Regions from separate parts of the Bombyx mori genome. Here region 2 is linked to region 1. The links are chromatin contacts, called in public Hi-C maps. All regions are on one chromosome and are shown on one strand. The core of a region is the stretch at or near the end of the contact, and the rest is flanking DNA. Distances in the headings are between cores, read along the strand shown. Region 1 overlaps Ptx1 (pituitary homeobox1). Region 2 holds the start of Ptx1 (pituitary homeobox1).

Evidence for each region. Hi-C and Micro-C count contacts between places; a contact is called where the count stands out from the background.
Region 2: a contact with region 1 is called in a Hi-C map of whole pupa, with 2.4 times the contacts expected there. The contact joins the promoter of Ptx1 here to the enhancer-like site in region 1. A contact is called at or near these places in 2 of 7 Hi-C or Micro-C datasets (both in whole pupa).

Annotation. Positions count from the first base shown.
Region 1 is chr12:4,887,235-4,892,129 of ASM3026992v2, reverse strand. It overlaps Ptx1 (pituitary homeobox1), which reads left to right. Exons shown (of 5, transcript NM_001098368.1): 5 at 2,506-3,235. The coding sequence ends at 3,096. Among protein-coding and RNA genes, the nearest start is that of Sap-r, 30 kb to the right of the region's middle. Within about 2 kb of position 2,014, at least 5 of the 8 cell types and tissues checked have open chromatin away from gene starts, as enhancers often do.
Region 2 is chr12:4,948,535-4,953,498 of ASM3026992v2, reverse strand. Ptx1 (pituitary homeobox1) reads left to right here and starts at 1,657. Exons shown (of 5, transcript NM_001098368.1): 1 at 1,657-1,802.

The sequences.
Region 1 (4,895 bases), core at 765-3,264:
AACGCATTACTGCTTTACGGCAGAAATAGGCGCGATGGTGGTACCTACCCGCGTGGACTCACAAGAGGTCCTACCACCAGTAGAATTGATTCCTTTAAACAAATTGCGCTACAATTTAAGTGAAACTTATTTAGAAAGATATTTAGAATTCAGTAACATTTATTTATGTACTTTAATATTATTGATTATATTATATGATACTATTTGATACTGCTATTGCAACTACTAAATCTAGCGTACTTTGTAAGAGTTTTCACTTCAAATACAAGTGCTAGTATTTTGTTGTATTACTTTAGATAGATAGAGAGCTCACTGTCCCCCTAGTGTGAAGTGGGTGGTCCTCAGCCCACCTTGAGATATTAGATTGAAGTATCAACTGTATTGTATTACGGTAAGCCCCACAATACTAAATAATTCTTGAGATTTGAAGATAAAGTAAAGAACCAGTAAACGCTGTTCAAATTGAATTTGTATCGAAACAAACATTCGCCAACCCTGTTTCAGACACGTGTCAATTCCGAGTTTATATTCTCTATCCGTTTATATGAGCTCATGTTTATTTGACTTTGGAATAGTGCGAGTCTATACTATGTAAGATAACACTCTTAAATCCCTACTACGTAAAGATTGAAATCCTTTGGCTTGCTCGCCGCGTCGTTAGGTCGGGTCTTGTTTGATTGATGACACTAATAAAACTGTGATTCCAGTTTAATTTAAATTTAAGGCAATTTAGCGACCCTGTGATCCTGCTGACCGTAAAATAACTTCATTAACACTAGGGCGGACTATAATTCATCACCTCGAACTATTTGATTCGGGAAAACCATTTTCACCATGGAAACGGTAGTTATTAACGATAACTATAAATCTCGATTAGCAACATTATATGCCATTTTCACTAATTATTAGTAAATTTATAACTAATATTCATTATTATCACTTAAAAACGTTTATAGAAGAATAATAAGAAAAATAAAGGATGAATACCCAAATTGTGGGTATTCGTTGTATGGTAACATTTAATGCGACTCTAAGGTTCAACATTCAAGATACTTTTTAAGTTTAATAAATTTAAATTATTCACAATCCAAATTTTGTCTTTCAACGAAAGTACACAAATGGTAGGTTTTGTCAATTAGCGAAATGATGAACAATTTAAAAAAAATCGTTATGTTTCGGAAATGTATAAAAAATGTCAGAGCTCCTTTTATAGTGACATAGGGAGCGGTACGGTCACCATTCTGCAATAATATATTTAAAGGATTAGCCCCGCGTCGTAATATTCGCGACCCTTCTCGCTCACACCCGCCGCAGCTCGTTCCTGTTGCCTGTCCACCGCTATTCAAATAATGGAAATTACATTCCCATATGTGCATCTAAGCAAATATAATTTTGTTGTAATCATAACTCTATTTTCGAAATTATGTACCTTTTAACTTATGTTCAATGTTAATTGTGTTTTGCTTCCTCTCTCTCTGCTTTGTCAGTACTTCTCTGTAGTTATTTTCATTGATTATGGAGCAGTTTTTCAGGAAGTTGTAGGCGTGCTCTTCATTCGAAATTAATGTTATCATGATGACATGCAAAGCAGTATTCGATATGTCAATGAAAAGCTTACTACTTTTTAAAACATAAAAGTCATGAAACTGTCCATTGCGCGCTGGATATTCAAAGACTAATAACCTGTGGTTTACCGGTGTCGACCAATACAAAAACACGCGAACACATCAAATTTATGTTTCGAAAAATAAACGATCGTATATGGGGTGGAAACGACCGTTTATGTTCACTTAACCGAGGAAAGAGGGTATTATTTACCGTTTCGGCTGGGTGAACCCGCCACCGTGAGTGAGACAAATACCGCTGGCGGCGCAATATTTATTGCAGTCGCTACGTGAATTGCGCAATTTATCGCGGAGGTGTCGTCGGCGCAATCGATCGCCCGGTGACGGACGCACGCCATACATCAGCGCGCGCGTTATCTGCGTTCACGGCGACTTATCACCGCTCGCACGACTCCTCCTCCGACCACCTCGTCTAAATAACAACATCGATTCAACGGAGGCTAGTAGGAGGCGATGTTGTAGCGGCTGCTCGTTTATTGCGGCTCGATCAAGTAGCGGCGAGCCGTCCCGCCCAATCGCGAAGCTCGTTTATCTTCATTTCGCGGCCGCAATTAGACGGGTCGTTGGCTGCCGCAGGCGGGGGAGCCTCCGGTCTCCGCAACTCTGCTGACGCTACGTGGCTCGAATACGCGCCGATGCCCGCATTCGCGTCCCACTGTCAACTTTGTAATGAGTAAAGTTAATAACTACGAAACGCAGGTCGCATTCTCATTTTATCTCGTTAAAACTTTTAGATTGTGATCGGTGATCGGTCGCTTTCTATCGGTCAAACTATTTAATTTAAAAAAAACCCTACCAGTAAATAGACTCAAATCCGGTAGTAGTTTTACCGAGATCTAGTTTCTATTTCAGTATTATTATATTTTTGTTTTTGTTACAGGTATGGTTTAAAAACCGGAGAGCCAAGTGGCGAAAACGAGAAAGGAATGCAATGAATGCGGCAGCCGCGGCTGCTGCCGATTTCAAAAACGGCTTCAGCACTCAATTTAACGGCTTAATGCAGCCGTTCCCGGACACCGATGCGCTTTACTCGTCGTATCCCTATAATAACTGGGCTGCGAAAGTACCTAGTCCACTAGGAACGAAAAGTTTTCCGTGGCCTGTCAATCCCCTCGGATCAGTGGTACCGGCAAGTCATCATCAGGGTTCGGTAAACTGTTTCAACACGGCGACTTCAATGGGAGGAGTCGGAGGCGGCGGGATGGGAGGCGTCGGGGGATCAGCCGGTGTAGGAGGTGGTGTTGCTCCGTGCCCTTACACTGCACCTCCCAATCCTTACAGCATGTACAGGACAGAGCCGTGTCCGGCAATGTCGTCATCGATAGCGTCGCTAAGGTTGAAGGCGAAGCAGCACTCATCAGGGTTCGGCGGGAGCTACGGGTCAGTGTCGCCGGTGTCGAGGGCCGGGTCCGCGCCGCTGTCAGCGTGCCAGTACGCGGGCGGAGTGGGAGTGTCGGACCGCGTGCTCTGAGAGGAAGCGCGCGGCCGCGAGGAGACTCGCTCGCCGCCACCCTTGCTGGCGACCGCGCGAGCCTCCTAGTCGCCGCCCGACCTCACTTACACTACTCCGTCTTACAGACATTTGTGGGAATGGTTTGACTAAGCATACGCTTGTCTACACGATCGTGTACACGGACACTAGTTCAATCATAAAATAGTGACAGTTTACGGTACTAAAAGATTAGTGTCAGCTCGTCAATACGACCTGTGAGAGCTATATTTAAAAAAGTGTAAGTCGTGGGGTAAATTATGTGAATAATTCGCATATAGCATAATATTTGTTAAGAAATGTCTGGCAATAAAAACTGAACGATTCGTTTCTAAGTGAAATGTAAATATGTAGGTATGTATGTACGTATACCAAAGCGAAGTGTGCAATTTTTACAAGCTTAACATGTACTTAGACTATTTAGATTAAGTTTAGTTATTTAGTTCAATATTTACTGTTACAAAAATACGTATCTAATTATAAATAACTTATTTGTGGTATCAATAACAAATGATTTGTCGTTTTGTAAATATGTTTTTATCTAAATTTTTTGTTGTACTTTTCTAAACACAATCAGATATGAACTGCCGTAAATTTGTTTAAAACTGTTTTGCTCCAAACAATGAACATACACACTGAGGTTTTAAAGTTAATAATAAGGAGAACTTTCCGCATTCGCAGGATTTACACAAAATATATTAACTATCGCTGTAGTCGTTCACTGAAACTTGTAGAATTTTGAATTGGTTTTTTATACAACAAGAATGAAACTCATATTATTTTTTATATCACATCCAATTAAAATGTTAAATAAAATGTATTATTTTGTGAGTTTCTGAATCAATACGAAATCAATTTGAACGAACCATACATCTGTATAACAGTTACACAAAAGTCAATATTTATCAAGCTATTCAAAAGTTATACTTGTATTAGGACAATATGATTGATTTCAAATATTACATGTTAATCACTTATGATCTGCCTGCATGAACTATGTCCAATTGTAATATGATATTGACCATCTCGATGCAATGTGTGGCTGGAATAGCCCTTAGGATATCAGCGAATAAGTTGGGAAAAAATATAAAGCATTTTATAGAAAAAGTCTGAGTCTTATGATGGATATTTATTTGAAAACCGAAATAAATTCAACGAATGGCTGTATTACTGTAAATTATTTTGTCGCCTTTTTTTTTTTAAATAAATGTTATTTATGGTAAATATGTAAATAAAAATGAATGGAAGTCTTAAAACCTGATGACCTCGGCTTTAGAGAGACCGCCTAAACGAGATTAATGCAACCAGGATCTCAGTTATTTATTAAAAAATGTTCACATTTACTTAACAATGAACATACAGAGAACTAACTGTAAATAAATGTAATTTAATTGTAGCTATAACATTCGCTATAGTATTCGAGACTTTTAGATAATTTAGACTACCCACATCCGTGTGCCTAATTATCAATGAAGGAATCACAGAAATGTTAATGTAAATAATATTAAAATATCATTTTGAACGTGAATTAGTTCCGAGGTTTTGATTTTAAACATATCAGGGAGGTATCCGTAAATAAATTATTATGTAGAAATTTTTTGGTGAATTAATTAAAAAAATAAGCGAATCCGATCGTTCTGTAACTTAAAAAACCTCTAGTCATAATAAAATATCAATGAGTAGCTTCATTGTTTTATTTATTTTTCACCCTCTCTCTCACAATTATAATTTCACTAGGAATTATGGGGAATAATCTAAGTGTTCAAATCAAGAAATAACGC
Region 2 (4,964 bases), core at 408-2,907, 62 kb before region 1:
TTAATTGTTTTTTTTTTTTTGTATAATTGAGGCAAATAATTTTCGTATATATCGCACTTACGGTGCTATAACATCACTTAGGTATGTATGCAAATTATGTACTACTAATACAATCTTAACACAATTATGTAGGTCTTCTTGACTAAAGAAATAAAATTATAGTATTTAGATTACAATTTTAAACGTTGTTTGAATAAAAAGGCAAACATTTCACTAATAACTATTAAAAAAAATATTGGATTTTCTCAAACTCGGTTCAGTTTTAACAAGAATCGCTTAAGTGACATTTTAGCTCGGTATGTGACGAATTGTTTGGTCCCGTCGGATCGTACCGACGGGCGTCGTCGCGCGGTACTTCCGATCCGATCGCCATTCACCTCCTCGCACCTGTACCTAGCCTTACGCACGCTCGCCGTGAAACATTCGCACTCATCAACCGTAACTAAATACCTAACCGCTCGAAGACACGTCAAACTAGACACGAGGAAAACAGACTGAAACATCTAGCTCGCGGCTCGACAAGGTTGCCGCCATATTGGGTCGTCCTACGCCCCCCGCGCCCTCGTCCTCTACCATTGGCCCGGGCCGACCCTGGGCGGAGTCCGCGCGCTCTCAGTGTTGCCAGCTTCCTGAATAAATAATTTCAGTAATTTAAGTAATGAAGGCAATTATGGCGTTGTTTAGCTAAGTTTGCGCGGCGGCGAGTAGGAACTTTATATTTATACAGCCCTCTTTATGTACGGCGAAGCGCGGTTAATGTGCCCGATCTGTTTACGTTGCGAGTACGGGAGCTAGAGTTTATTTATTGCTGCGACTCCGCTGCACGGCATGGCGATTTAAACTGCAATTATTTTTATACTTTAACGAAAATAAGAACGGTTTAATGACTTTTACGGCGAGTTTTAGTCGGCGTCCGCAAACACACCGACATTGCGCCGTTTATTTTCCTAGTATACAGAACATACATATCCACAAATCGTTTCCCGATAAAAATACATTTAGGTACTTAAATTAGAACAGATAATGTTGCCGTTGAATTAAATAAATAACTTTAAAATATTTTAATTACGTTCTAAAAAAATTAAAAACTCTTTGATTAGTTCTATGGCCTATAGTTTCAATGTCAGCACGTGAGTTGTACTTGTTCGGCTAGCCAATGTCCACACCCGAGGGGCAGAAGTAAACAGTGACGTCACGTAGCGTCATCGAGTCGATAAAAAGCCGATTTTATTCGTACAAGTTCGACCAGCTGACTGCTTTCCTCACCCCGCGCCCCTCAACTTCGGGCAGAGAATTTTCAGTGTGGCGAGATTTCAGGGAGACAGAGAGAGGAATAATAAGTGCGTTACGTGTGCGAGTGAGACGAGTGTATGCGAGCTCGCGGCCGGTGGGCGGGCTATCGCAGGATGATGTATAGAGTGGTGGAGTTAGGTTCAAATTGCTCCGGGAAGTGGCCGAGATTAGAGCCAGCGCGGGCCGCACCGCGCCGCGTACGTAAGCCCACTTAAGACTGTTTTTAATACTAGTATTTTTTACGCGATCCCGACAGGATTTAGCGGATAAGCGACGTCGCCGCGATCGTGCGCTTTGATTTATCGGTATCGGATACGTATTCGCTTCTGTTACTTGTGTTTACGTTAGTGGGTGACGGCCGGGCGCCGCTGGACGCGCGTAATCCCGTGGCTTGTACCAGATTATGACGGATATCATCGGATTTCGTGTACGAACGCTGTGAAAGTCAACTTCTCCGAGGAATCATCGTGCAAGAGCGCCGTCTAATCCAGGCTTTATCTGAATAAACAGTAAGTATGTTGACATTTGTATATCCACTCGAATGCACAGCTGAGCTTAGATATCTTATTGTACAATATGTTGACAGTACCACTAACAGAACTACTCGACTTACGACAACTCCTTAAGCTCAGTACACATGATTGTGCTGTACACTATGTAATTCATGTTCATTCAATAAAACTGATTGTTGTTCGTCATATGAACTAAGTAGGTATTATATAATTCAAAATATTCTTTAGTCGATTCAATTTGATAAGCACACAAAAAAATCTTAATCTCTTCACATGATAACTCCTATATATGAGTGTATAATAATTCAAGTTTATGTCCAGAACACACGGAGCCTCTTCAAAAAATATCTAAACATTTTTAATACCACCTCATATTGGATCTTTCTTGAAGAAAGAATTAAAAAATAACATTAGGTACGTGCACCGTAATTTATTTGCCGACGTTTAAAACAAAGTGAAATTTATTTGTTATAAGATTTACTTGCGGAGATTTTTATTCGCTTGCGAAGTATTTATTGTTCTTATTTCAATTAATAGGCCGTAAAACTAATGACTGTTGTTTAATAATTCATTCAAGGACTTAAAATAAATTATGTATGTGCACGTGTACACAAATGATTTCTATAATGAAAAAATAACGCCGTGTAATAGTAACCACGGATTTTTTTAATTCAATAATTTAATGTTCACTAAATTTTATGGTATGGCGCAGAAGATTTGCGCTCTGCTTTAGGAAATCCGTTATGCAATACTTGATACTTTTTGTTTACTATAAAATTGATACTTAGACGGCATATCTCAAGGTGGGTGGCATTGACATTGTCATGTCTATGAGCTCCGATAGTCGTGTAGCACCATGACGCTGTTATTTACCCCTCTATGAAAAAACAACAGTTATTTCAATTTTAAACACAGAAAAGTTGTTTGAGCGTATAAAATTGAAGTCATTCTAAGAACTAAGTTCTAAGACTATATTAGTAATAATTGTTTGATCGAAGTATAAATAAAATTTTAATAGTATAATTGAGCCCAGAAGTTGTAAAATTTGATTTATAAGATTGAATAAACTAGGTTTGGTCGAAATTCAATCATAATTATTAGTAGGTACGTAACATTTCATATATTATGTGTGTTCTCATTTTTTTGTTTTATACATTTTTAAGAACATTAAATTTGCACATTCCGAAATAAATATTGACGGCAAGTTCCGCAATAGTGAAAAAAATCGTATGACCAAAACAGTAGAAAAAATTACCCAAATTTGTTCTTCACATTTAAAAAAATGGCTCTATTTAAAAAAGAAATAGAGGATACAATCAAAGCTTGTCAATTACTTAATAAAAAAAACTAAAAGGATTGATAGAGAAAACGGTAATTAACTGTTTTGTCTTTGCTTATTTATATACAGATTTTGGTGTCACACGGTCATCAGATTCCTATCATATTTTATTTTCAAGTCAATACCTACTGTGTTTAAATAAACTTATTTAATAGTAGGTATTTATGTGAGATCTTCTGGCCTTTAATAAATTACATTAAATTAATTATTAATCTAATTCATTAATTATCTCGCAAGTTGTCGCCAATCTCCCTTTGTCGTCAACGAGCTTGTGTTTTCAGCTATTTTCCTACGCTGCTACCTTTAGAATAAAAGAAAGTCATTGTACCTTAAATATTACCGAACAAGAAATCAATAAATTTTTGATTCTGGTACCTTCCTACCTAGACTGAAGGAAGCGGGAGCCGATAAATTTTGGTAGATGAAAAAATCATTCATTTAACGTATGCATTATAAAATTACTGGTGGTAGAACCTGTTGTGAGTCCGCATGAGTAGGTACCACTGCCCTGCTTGTTTCTGCAGTGAAGCAGTAATGTGTTTGGTTTGAAGGGTGGGGCAGCCGTTGTAACTATACTGAGACCTTAGAACTCATATCTCAAGGTGGGTGGTGGCATTTACGTTGTAGATGTCTATGGGCTCCTGTAACCACTTAAAACCCGGTGGGCTGTGAGCTCGTCTACCAATGTATGCAATAAAAAAAAGCGTTCAAAAGAACTCCGAAAATTTACAAATTATCAAATGGGTCATAATAGGTAGCTACATTGTTTTATCAACCGATAAAATTAAGGTTGAAAGTTTTTATCAGTTCCTAACCAAAAAATAAACGAAAAAAATATATAATCGTGTTCTCATGTAGGTATAGCTAAGCACTCTTATGATGATCGTTCGTGTTTAATTGAAAAGTTAATTTTTATAAAATAGCTTTTGTAGATGCATACAGATCACCCGTTGGTGAGTGGTCAGTATAAGTTAAGGACATGAACATCTGCTGCTTAAGACTGACGAGTCTTTTTGAACAAGCTAAGTGAAAAAAGCCGTCGGAGTTACCTTGTAGTGATTTCTAAATCAAAGCGACAAAAGTTTTTTTTTTCTTCTAAAAATTGTGATGAAATACGTCCGTCCACAATTACGGTATAAATTGAAATATGACGAAAATTTTATAAAAACGTTAGCAATAACAAATGTAAGTTAATTATATTATGAAAAAGTATGTCCAAAAAGGACGCTTTTTTCGAAATTACCAACCAACCCAAAAAGTTTGTCGTAACAAAATATAGAGAAGAAGAAAGTACTTTTTCACTAAGAAATTTTCATTTTTAAATTACTTGCTAATAAGTTTCATTAAATAAACTTCAAACTACTACTTTTCCCTTTTTATGAAGTCATTCTGAATTATGTAGATTGTGGTTTTTAGCATTATACAATTTCATACTACACCTCGAATAATATATTTCTTAAACTATTTTAATAGCATTCAAAGATTATTCGACTGTAGATGGAACTATACAAAAATACAGGCTAAAAGTTATACGGAAAATTTGGTGCGACTAGTCTCGTATCTGACGAACGGTATTTTTATCTACATGTTGAATTGATAACGTTCTCGTAGATAGTACGGGCACGACTTCGTTGTAAGCCATCGGGTTTTTGCTTTACCGAATTTTTAGTTTTATTGTAATAAATTTGCGTGTTCAAACGATGTAAAACACTGGAGCTGCTTCAGAAAGTGAACGTTCAAAATTAATTTATAGCTTAATCTTAAAATAATAATTATGTTAAATCATCACAGTACTTCGGTCTACATAAATACAGTTAGAT